2 separate regions of the Danio rerio genome follow, and region 1 is linked to region 2. The links are chromatin contacts, called in public Micro-C maps. All regions are on one chromosome and are shown on one strand. Each heading gives the region's core, a stretch centred on a gene start, on an enhancer-like site or on the middle of the called end of the contact. The rest is flanking DNA. Distances are from core to core; before and after follow the strand shown.

Region 1 (5,859 bases), core at 1,787-4,286, 48 kb before region 2:
TATTATTATTATTATTATTATTATTAGAAGTAGTAGTAGTATCATCGTTGTTATTATTATTATTATTATTGTTTTTATTATTAGTAGTAGTATCGTTATCATTATTATTATTATTATTATTATTATTATTATTATTATTATTATTATTATTATTATTAATAGTTGTAGTAGTAGTAGTAGTAGTACTATTATCGTTATTATTAATATTATTATTAGTAGTAGTATCATTATCGTTGTGCTGTAAACTATTCATTGATTTTTATATTTTTATAACAGGTTTTATCTATATAAAGTTAATATGTTATTGTTTATTGGTTTATTACAGTATTCTCATTCCAGTTCAGCATTATTATTCATATTATTAATAATAATCATATTATTATCATCATTGTTGTCATTATCGTCATTAGTGGCAGTAGTAGTATTTAATACAATTAAAGTATATACTGTATATATATATATATATATATATATATATATATATATATATATATATATATATATATATATATATATTTGTAAAATATTGTCATGCTTATTTGCTTTTAAAATGTTTTATTTATGTTTTATTTGTTTTGTTTTTAGCATCTTATTTTTTTTTCTTTTTTTTTATTTATCAGCATATATTACAATTGAATAAATGAAATCCTAGTCTTCCACTAGTTTCCCACCAGTGACAATATACAGCCATATCTCACTACCACAAGTATGACATTGCATTCATACAACAGTTTGGCAGCATAATCATGTGTATAAAAAAGAAAATCAAACATGGAGAGTCTCAAAGAACTGCTTTCTTCCACCACTCATTCATATCTGCAGCTGATGGTCAGAACAACAGAAACTTACTAATTCACCAATATCACTTTAGAGCTAGTATATGAATGATTCTCTAGCCCAATGTCTAAAGCAGTGGTTCTCAAACTTTTTTCATCAAGTACCACCTCAGAAAAAAAAAAAAGTCTGTCCAAGTACCACCAAAATCAGCAGTATTGAAATACAATAGCGTAGTAGGCCCAGTAACGCAGCTACAGCTCTGCACAGTTTAAAAAACGTGGCAGATTACCTTGGAAATATAGGCTATATGTCATATATGGCATATTATATACATCAATGATAAAATTTGATACAATTTTTAAATGTGTGTAGCATGTACATTACATATTTCATTCCTCTGCGTACCACTAGAAGGAAGACTGCGTACCTCAGTTTGAGAACCACTGGTCTAAAGTGATGACAAAACAGTTGATTTTGCTCACATTTTAAGATTATAAGGCTGAACGGCATGAAATGCTATCAGTCTACAGAGATTTTCCAGTAGTTTTCTGATGCAATTGGAAGATCACAATAATTAACCCTGAAAACACCAAAACAAACACTACCAGAGTACTATGGTATAAAGAGAGCGCTACAAAATACAAAAGAGAGAGAGATCGACTTAGAACAGGAGTCACCAAACTGGTTCCTGGAGGTCCGTTGTCCTGCAGATTTTAGCTCCAACCCTAATCAAAAACACCTGAATGAGCTAATCACGGTCTTACTAGGTACACTTGAAACACCCAGGCAAGTGTGTTGAGGCAAGTTGAAACTAAACTCTGCAGGGCACCAGACCTCCAAGAACGAGATTGGAGACCCCTGACTTAGGGTGCTTTCACACCTACACTTTTGTTTCGGAACGTATCTCGTTTGCCCAGTCAGCGCGGTTCGATTGGCATATGTGAACAGGGCAATCGCGCTCTTTTCCGCGCCAAAGTAATCGCTCCGAGATCACTTAAATGAGGTGGTCTAGGCTCGATTGAAACGAACCCTGGAGCGGTTCGATTGCAGTGAGAAAGCGATCCAATCCGAGCGCAGTTATATCACAGTGTTTTATGGATATGTAATAGGCTTACGCCTATATGAAGAGAGAATTATGAGTAGGGCGGGAAGTTTCGCGAGTCTCCGGATGCCCGCAAACGAGTGATGATCTCCCGGTAATCTCGCGTCTCTCTCCCAGTCCTCAAATAGCCATTGTCGCGCACCCTTCTCACCCCTCCCCACCGTGTCTCTCCTCAGACACGTCACGCGCGCACCCTGTCAATCACCACCAAACCACCACCTCTCCTGACAGCTTAGCGGGACACTGCAAAATAAACCCTGAAACTCTGACCAGTGTGAGGAGAGTTTACTTGCACGTGACTTGTTTTAGCTCTTTTGGTCCGATTAGAAACTTTGCAGTGTGAAAGCGAACCGCTCCAAGAGCAAAGAGCAACAATGTAACAATTTTAATCTCTGTTTCGGAACAACGGAATCGATTCACAGGTGTGAAAGCACCCTTAGAACGTCATTTACTTGTTTTTTATAATGAATTGATTATCCGCCAATGTGGTGAATCTTTAAAATGATATAGTTAAAATAGGCACTAACCATATAAATAAACTGCATAGTTGCAATCTAAATAACTCCATTTTCACCTAAAAAAGTACATTATGTTGTCTAACAGCTGCAATATTTGTCTAACTGTAGTCCTCGGTATGCTTGCAACACCATAGATTGGGCAAAGTAATACACAAGGGTGAATAGCCTGAGTGCTGTTATTGTAAAATGCCTCACGGCTATCAGCCAATCAGAATTGAGGTACAAACAGAACTGTTGAATAAATATGTTCATGGCAACTAAAGACTGTTGAATTGTGGAAAAAGAGAGAATCTTGTTTTAATCTAGTCTAATTTGGCCATAATTCAGACAAATACACAACTTCCATTACGGTGATGTAATAATACTTATAATGCAATATAGATATATTTTTCGCATTACAGTTATGAGATTTTGAGAATAATATGCTTAATTGGCTTCAATATAATCTCTAAAGGGGCAGAAAAAAATGTTTTATTTGTTCTTAGCAGGTTGTGAAAGATTCCCTCATGCACACTTTCCTCTTTGTTTGAGTGTTGTTATGAGCTGAGCAGCTTTTATGGTCTGTGTGTGTGTGTTTGTGTGTGTGTGTGTGAGTTTGAATGCTAATGCTCTCATGTATCCTGCAGTGAGCGTTTTCTCTCTCTCGCTCTCTCTTTCCCTTCCTCTTTTAGAGATCCAGTCTATTTATAGCTGCTTCTCCCAGTGTTATCATGCCTACTGATGTTGTTTTGCCTTTCCACATAATTACAAATCCTGCTTTAGGAGATCTGTTGCGTGTTCATTTCATGTGCACTGAGGATTTTCTTTTCCAGTTTGATAACAGGTTTTAAAGGATGTAAATACAAATGCGGCAACAAGAGAAAGACGTACTGTTTACATTGAGTAGGTTTTATGCCTCAGTGTTGAATCTTCGGCTGATGAAATACTGAATATAGGCTACTGAGTGACTGATGAGTCAGTTATTTGTTATAATGTTGTTTTATTTTCAAGATCTGAGGTGATGATCTGCTGCTGCTTTCAGTACTATGACAATAAATGTCATGTAAAACGGTATTTAATCTCATGTTTAATAAAGCCCTTAATCGGTACCTGAGGTGATCATTGTCATTGTAGTTTATGCTGTTGTGATGTTGCGTAAATAGAAAGAAAATTAAATTTTTGAGCATCGTTGTCGCAGATGGTCAGGACAAAAAAAGTCATTTTAACATGAAAAAGATAGCTTTTATTGAATGTTGTGACATTGTTTTGCATATTGTTAATATGAAACAACACAAAAGTTAATATAGAAGTTCAACATTTTTTGGTTTATCTTGCTTTCTGGCTGTCTCTCTGTCTGTAGTTCATTTGTTTCATCTACCATTTTCATCAATACATCATTCGTTCTCACTATCATATCTGTTCTTCTTGCTATTACTAATGTTCTCTGTCTATCTGTAACCGCGGGGAGTGACACATACAACTGAGGTTTGGATCCACGTGCAGGTTTATTCGTTGTCAGGCAAGCAATGTTCAATACATGTGCAAATGGGTATGTGAAGGCCATCCAGAATCAGTAACAGGCGAAAGGTCAAAAGGCAGGCGGCAGACAAAGACAAGGAGGCTAACAAGGCTAAGGTCGGTACACAGGATAACAGGACTAGGAAACGCGTTGTAGTGCTACTTACAGTAAACAAGACTCGGCAAAGTGAATAGGTGAGTGTGTAGCTTAAATAGTGTGTGCAAACAGTCTCTGACGATCCTCAGGTGGTGCGAGTAATCAGTCTAGATGAGGAAGCATATGTGAGTGTGACTGGAGTGCATGTATGAAAATGTAGTCCATAAATGGTAGATTTGTAGTCCATGGTTATTGTTAGTGCAATCCAGCGATCTTATGAAATACGATCGCTGGTAATTGTGACACATTCTGTATGTTGGTTGTTTGTTTGTTCTACTAATATTATCGATTTGTTTCTATTATCAGTTGTTTCTGTCTATCTGCCTGTTGTTTGTTTCATTTTTTTATTTCTTTTGTATCGTTCTGTCTATCTATTTGTCCATCCATCCATCCATCCATCCATCCATCCATCCATCCATCCATCCATCCATCCATCCATCCATCCATCCATCCATCTTTCTATCTGTCTTTCATTTTTTCCATCTATCTGTCTTTCTGTAATTTTTTTATTTTTCCATCCATCCATCCATCTATCAATCCATCCATCAATCCATCCATATTTTTTCATTCTTTCTATCGTTTTTTATCCTTCCATCCATCCATCCATCCATCCATCCATCCATCCATCCATCCATCCGTCCATCCATTCAGTGTTTTTTCTTTTTGTCTATTGTTCTTCTATCATTTTTATTTTTTCCATCCATCCATCTTTCTATCGTTTTCTGTCTATTGTTCTTTGTTTTGTTTATATTTATCCATACATCATTCTTTATATCTGTCTATCATTCTTTCTATAGTTTTTAATTTTTCCATCCATCCATCTTTCTATCATTCTGTCTGTCCATCGTTTTTTATATTGTTTTTATCTATCTATCTATCCATCCATCCTTCCATCCATCCATCCATCCGTCCATCTATTGTTCTTTCTATCTATCTGTCTGTTATTAAATCTATCGTTCTATCTGTCTATCGTGACTGAACATTAATGCCTCACAATCGCTTGCCATCTCTTCCCTCTTCTCTGGCAAATGTCCATATGTTGCATATGTAATTTGTGTGCAGAGCTGTAATACAATATCCTGATGACTTATGCTTCCCTGATCCTCAGCGCTACACTGCATTTCTCAGTTGGAATCATTTCTCTTTCTCTCTCTGTCCCACAGATGGACTTCCTAGTAAAGAACAGCCACTGGAACTTCTCAAGCCATCTGGAGTCAACCACATTCCTCCTGGTAGGACTGTCAGCATGCGTGTGTGTGTGTGTGTGTGGGCGTGTGCTTATGCGTGTGTGTGCATATGGCTCTATTCAAAATTGTCAGCAAGGTCAAGGGTCAAAGTTCATCAAGCAGGTCATGGAATAAGATGCTCTGATTGGCTTCTTTGACACAGTTGAGGTGGAGTTTGTTATACACAAGTTGTAATTCAGCATGCCGAAAGCTAGACTGACATGTTCATGGGAAGAGAAGTGTGAAAACGACAATTTTAAAGGTATAAAAATAATAATGACTATATTTTAAAGTGGCTATGATAACAATGCGATGTATGTTGATTGTCATTCTATCATTTGTTCATTATATCTGTCGTTCATTCTTTTGATGCATCATTTATTGATTTTGTTGATTGTTTGTTCTGTCGTTTGCTCTATTGCTTGTTCGTTCTAGCATACTATAGTTTTTTAATTAATTTTCCTTTTGCTTAGTGTCTGATTTATCAGAGGTTGCCACAGTGCAATGAACCACCAACCTATGTTTAATGCAGCAGATGCCCTTCCAGCCACAACCGAGTACTGGGAAACACCCATACACACT
Region 2 (6,169 bases), core at 2,233-4,732:
CTCTTGTAAAAGGGGCCTTAGAGTTTTACAGCTCTTTTTGATCCCCGCTTCTAGCAGCACACTCCATTTCCGCATTACTGGATCTGTAGCGACAACAGACCGCAAGGGATGATGGGGATTGTAGTTTTCGCTACCTCCGGTTCGCTTCATTCGCCTGAGCAAATTTTCTCAGAAGACCTATAGTTTTACCGAGTCATGCGACTTCGGTAATATCGAAAAAAATTAATATTGCGGTATGACGGTATTTACAATACCGTTACATCCCTACCGTCCATCCATCATGCCTCTAATGTTCTCATTTGTAAAAAATTTTTTATTATTCTGAAGCACCTCGCTCTCAGGCTTTGCTTATAACCATTAATTATTCAATGACAAAAGAGCTAATCATGCGTGTTGTGTTTTTCTTCCCAATAATGGCGACCTCCATATTTAGGATACTCATGCCAAAATATATCATTACGCCATTATATGGTGTTTGTTTTTGTCCCGGCTTTAGCGATTGTGAAATAAATAGCTTGATGTTTTAAGAGTCCTGGGATTTCCCTGAACAATGAGCTGGAGATGATCGATGGCCGTGCGCGCTGCTTGAAGCTCATGATCGTCCAGATATTCCTGTCCGACGAGTCAATCGATCAATAAAATGCAGAGCCGGAGTGGATCTGTAAATGAGCTTCATAGAGCCAGCTGGGAAGGGGAATGTGTGATCAGATGAGATGAGATGGGTGGTTACGCTGTTGATTTCCATTCTGGTCATTTTTTAAAGAGGTAGTTTGTTTAGAAATAAGAGCTGGCAGCTGGATGTCTAAACTCTCAAGACTTACCTTCTGATATTTTGTGATTTTAGTGATCTTGCATTCTTAAGGTTCTTTGTTAGCATTGGTGGTTCTTTGTGTAGTCAAAAGGTTAATTTGAAAAACTTTGATTAACTTCGTTCAGTTAAGAATGTTATGGAGCAAAATATAAATGAATGAAATATCCGGAGTGTAAAAATCTCTAAAGAAATATAAAAACTAAAAATTAAGTTTTTTTTAATATTTACTTTAAATGATTATTTAATCAAAAATGACTAAATATTTTATTATTTTATATATATATATATATATATATATATATATATATATATATATACACACTGCTACGAGTGTCATATTGCGTTTATACAACAGTTTGACGGCATAATTGTGTATATAAAAACAAAATCAAACATAAAGAGTCTCAAAAACCCTTTTGTATGTGGAACTACTTTCTTCTGGATTCAAATCATGAGCTGACAGTTAAACAGTTGAGCAAGCATCTTTTAAACTTTAGATCTGTAGTTTCTGCTTTTTGCTGAATGTATGTGGGCGGAGTAATACACAAAGGGTAAAGAGGCTGTAGGAGCTCTGATATTGCAGTATATCGCACGGCTATCAGCCAATAAGATTTGAGAACCAGACAGAACTGTTGTATATATATATATATATATATATATATATATATATATATATATATATATATATACTCTACCTGAAAAGTCTTATCACCTAAGTTGTAGGAACAACAAATAATAACTTAAATAACTTAAAAACAACACCTTCAGATTGTTTTTTTTCTTGTTTTAATACGATCAACATAAAAACATTAAACTGGAGCCTGAGGACAACATGCTCTCACGGCAAGTCGTAACTTTTTCATTTAGTAGTTAATTCATATGAATACGATCTCATTTGTACAATTTAGTACGATTTGCTTATCCACCACCGTTTGGGTTTAGGGGTGTGTTTGGGTGCCACGCCTCCTTTTTTATATCGTACATTTTCGTACGACTGGGCTCGTACAAATTAACCTCTAAACTGACTTGACGTGAAATAGTTACGTTTTCTCGAGAACACCTCAATGTGGTATGGCAGGACATAGATGTGGACTTTCTCTGTCACACTGATGCTGATTTGCTGATTTAGGCATCTGAATCTAATCAAATGAAATGAACAGTTTGCAAGTTTGCGCCATCCAATGGACACAATTGGAACAGCAGTTACTTTTATTGAAAAAATTGCATCTCATTTTTATACTTTACATAATAATTTTGCGGGCCGGATTAAACCCGTTTGTCGGCCTGATATGGCCTGCGGGCTGTATGTTTAAGAACCCTGGCTTAGACAAGGGGTTTGTCACTTAACAGAAATAATGTAAAGTATAGAATATAAAGTCATGCTGCAGTGGATAAAGAATTAATGTTGAGTATGACTCCCATGAGCTTGCATACATATCTGCAATGACTCAAATAATACATTTATAAATTGTTAAAGTAAATATTATTAATCTGGAATGTCAAAGAAAGCTTTCTTGCAGGACTCCCAGAGTTCATCAAGATTCTTTGGATTCATTTTCAATGCCTCCTCCTCCTTATCCTAGACATGCTTAATAATGTTCATTTCTGGTGTCTGGGCTGGCCAATCCTGGAGCGCCTCGACCTTCAGTACCTTTCAGGAACATTAATGTGGAGGCTGAAGTATGAGAAGGAGTGCTATCCTGCCTAAGAATTTGCCCTCTCCTGTGGTTTGTAATGGGCAGCACATATCTAGATACCTCAGGCTGTTTATGTTGCCATCCACTCTGCAGATCTCTCACACACCCCTATACTGAATGTAACCCCAAACCATGATTTTTCATTCACCAAACTTGACTGATTTGTTTGAGAATCTTGGCTCCATGCGGGTTCCAATAGGTCTTCTGCAGTGTTTGTAATGGGTGGAATGCAGTTCAACAGATGATTCATCTGAAAAATCTACCTTTGATTCTGTTTTAGAAAATCCACCAGTTGCTTAAGTGATTATTTTTTATTCTATTGAAACAGAAATAGCTGCACTTTTGTTTTGCCGTAAACATTTATATACAAATGAATACAGCATATACAGTCAAGCTCTGCTCTGCATACTGTAAAAAAACTAAATGTGTATGAATTTTCTCTGTATTCCTGATATGCTTTCTGAAAAATAGTCATTATGCTTTGTGAATTAAGTACTTATTTTACTCTTAAAATATATTAAACACATCCTTTTTTGTTTTTCCCTCAGACGCCTTTCCATAGAACTCAACCTGATGTTATGACTCACCTCAGAGCTTTCTGCTGTGGTTTACGTCTTTTCCCTGCAAACATTGTATATAAATTGAATGGGGGGGAACACTTCCCTAACTAGAGCTGCAGAAAAAGTGGGTGGTCACCGTAGCGCTCTATGTAAACATCAGAGTAGTGTGCTAATGAGAGAGAGAGAGAGAGAGAGAGAGAGAGAGAGAGAGGGAGAGTCTGGAGCTTCTGTGAATCTGCCCCGTGTTCCAGGAAACTACAGCAGTGCACATAAACACTCAGCATGCCTGCAACGGCTCTGTGATGTCACCAGCTGAGCGAGTGAGCAAGAGAAAGAAAGAGAGAGAGAGAGGGAGGGGCAAGCGAGCCTGACGGAGTGAGAGATACAGACACAGCCGGAGGGAAGAGCGAGTCAGTGAGAGCGAGACGGGGAATGTGAAAGACACACACTCAGCTCAGCGCTGGTCGAGGCATCGTGGGAGTCGCTGTGCGCGTGTTGTAACCCCTCCGGCTCGCTGTCTGCCGTCTCTCCCTGCTCTGGACGTGAGGGGCTGATGGGTAAGCAGCGTTTCTGTACAGGCTGTTCTGAGTGGGCGGACTGGTGCGCTTTAATGCATGGTGCTGAGATACCCGAACGCTGGGCTGTGGGTGGGTGTGTGTGTGTAAACGCACGCTGCATCCTTGAACACTGTCTAGTGAGTGATGAGGACACTTTATTGTCACTGTGTCGTGTGTTTGTTTGTAAGGGGTGCCTCTGGGCTCGATCCTGTATGTTTGGTGAGGATGGAAAGTAGGGTGTGACGACGGATGGACGGAGGGATCATTCTGTACCGTTTGTACTGTGATAGATGCGTCCATGTGGTGGTTATGTTGTTTACACGTGAGAGCAGTGGAGAACCGTGGATTAATGGGAAATGCAGAATGGGACGTGTCCCGAACAAGTCAAGACGAGGAACTTGTTATTAAAGGGTGTTTGGCAACAAGAGGTGCAGATTTTTTTTGTTCTTTTTTTACAGTTGCTGAGCAACTTGCCGCATTCATGTAGAATTCAACTGATGAGCTCACATGAGTGCAGTTATTGGATATTTTATAACATGTAGCAGATGTTGGCTTATCCAATCAGAATTGAGAGTTGGCTGTTAAAATGTTATCTTGTTCCAAAGTTAAAATAATTCTAAATATTTAAAAGTATTTAATTTGGAAGTACTTGTAATTAATTAGGGCTGCATGATACTAGAAACAATTACACATTGATATATATATATATATATATATATATATATATATATATATATATATATATATATATATATATATATTTTATTCATTTACTTTTTCTGTTATAGGAATATAATTTCAATAGATGGGTTGAATGAAGGTTTGTAAAGAATTTATAATGTTAGATTGATTGGGAAGATTTTGCAGGCGAGTGCAGAAAATATAATTCAAGTTTATTGTCAAATACCAAAACTTACTTTCCTATCAAATGATTAAAAAACAAATCAACAAAAAAGGTTTGCGTACCAAAATGTGACACGAGAACTATTTATTCAATTTTTCATTCATTCATTCATTTTCCTTAGCCCCTTATTTATTAGGGGTTGCCACCGTGGAATGAACCGCCAACTACTCCAGCATGTTTTACGCGCTCCCATACACTTTCGCATTTACACACTATGGCCAATTTTATTTACCTTATTCACTTGTACCACATGTCTTTGGACTGTAAGGGAAACCGAAGCACCCGGAGGAAACCCACACCAACACGGGGAGAACATGCAAACTCCACACAGAAATCCCAACTAGTCCAGCCGGGACTTGAACCCGTGACCTTCTAGCTGTGAGGCGACAGTGCTAACCACCGTGCCGCCCTCTAGAGAACCAATTGTTTGCTTTTCCCTAGTGTCCTATCACAAGTGTTCATAGACGAGGCTTTGTATAGTTTTGAGCACAATAGGTCTTGTATAATAAGTAAACTATTTATATTGTCACCTTAGAATTATAAGATTCTATCTGAAATTTTTGTAAAAATTGAGTTATTGACATATTCATATTAAATCATAACTCGTTATTCATTTGTCAAAGTTACAAACAAGACATTTTCTTAGGCCTGAATGCTTTTAAAACATTCACAGAGTTGGAAGTCTCCAAAACACTTGCAAAATGATCAATTATAATCCGCACTCAACATCGCATAATGCATATACTTGCGATGTGACTATTGGGAATGATCACATTGCGATATCAATTATTGTGCAGCACCATAATGAATACATACTAAAAATAAATATAGTAAAAAAATATATATAGCTTTTTAAATATAGTATTCTACCCACAAGGTTACATGTGTGGAGTTGGGAGCCTGTTGTTAAAATGTAATATCTTTCAAAGTCAAAATAGTTCCAAATATTAAGCTTTTGCTTTGTATTTAATTTGGAAGTATTTATAATAAATTAGAGCTGAACAATACTGGAAAAATGACACGTTATATGTATTTATTTGATATATATTTATTTGCGATAAGACTACAATTTCACTAGATGTGTTGAATAAATGTTTGTAAAGAATCTTTAGTATTAGATTAGGAAGGTTCTGTAGGGTAGTACATCAAATATCATTCAAGTTTATTTGTATAGTTTTGAGCGCGATAAAGACTCATTCACACCAGGATGCTTTTTGCTCATGTTTTCCGTCAACATTTAACGCCTCGTGACTAGATAAAGGGCGGCAATGTGATCATGCACACCAACGCACAAAACGGCAGACGTAAAAGCATCAATTTTAAAGAAACGCCTCATGCTGTTTTTTTTTTTTTTTGGTCGTCAAAACCTTCTCCACCAATCATTGGCACTTTTGTTCACATGCACGGAGCTGCTGAAGTTTCATTTAACAGCACTTGGAGGCGCTCGAGCGCAAAACTGTAAATTCGAACGCACATTGAAGAAGATGCCCAGAGGTTATATGAATGTGGAGCTGCTTATTGCACTGGTGAACAACAATCATTTCTTCATTGCTGGAGCTGCTACTTATACCATCCATGCTTGTTGAAATTGCCAGTAACTTTAACAACTTGGCTGCTTCCGAAACCGCATACTTCCATAC

What was found. A called contact is a pair of places that touch in the nucleus more often than the background predicts.
Region 1: a contact with region 2 is called in a Micro-C map of caudal fin, with 1.7 times the contacts expected there. The contact joins the enhancer-like site here to the promoter of hdac4 in region 2. A contact is called at or near these places in 3 of 18 Hi-C or Micro-C datasets (caudal fin, hematopoietic stem cells and an unstated tissue).

Annotation. Positions count from the first base shown.
Region 1 is chr9:47,928,193-47,934,051 of GRCz12tu, reverse strand. It overlaps a transcript of hdac4 not described here. Among named protein-coding and RNA genes, the nearest start is that of hdac4, 48 kb to the right of the region's middle. Within about 2 kb of position 3,036, at least 23 of the 62 cell types and tissues checked have an H3K27ac peak or open chromatin away from gene starts, as enhancers often do. A contact at or near this core is called in caudal fin, where this site is marked.
Region 2 is chr9:47,880,568-47,886,736 of GRCz12tu, reverse strand. hdac4 (histone deacetylase 4) reads left to right here and starts at 3,482. Exons shown (of 25, transcript NM_001039358.2): 1 at 3,482-3,625. The coding sequence starts at 3,622.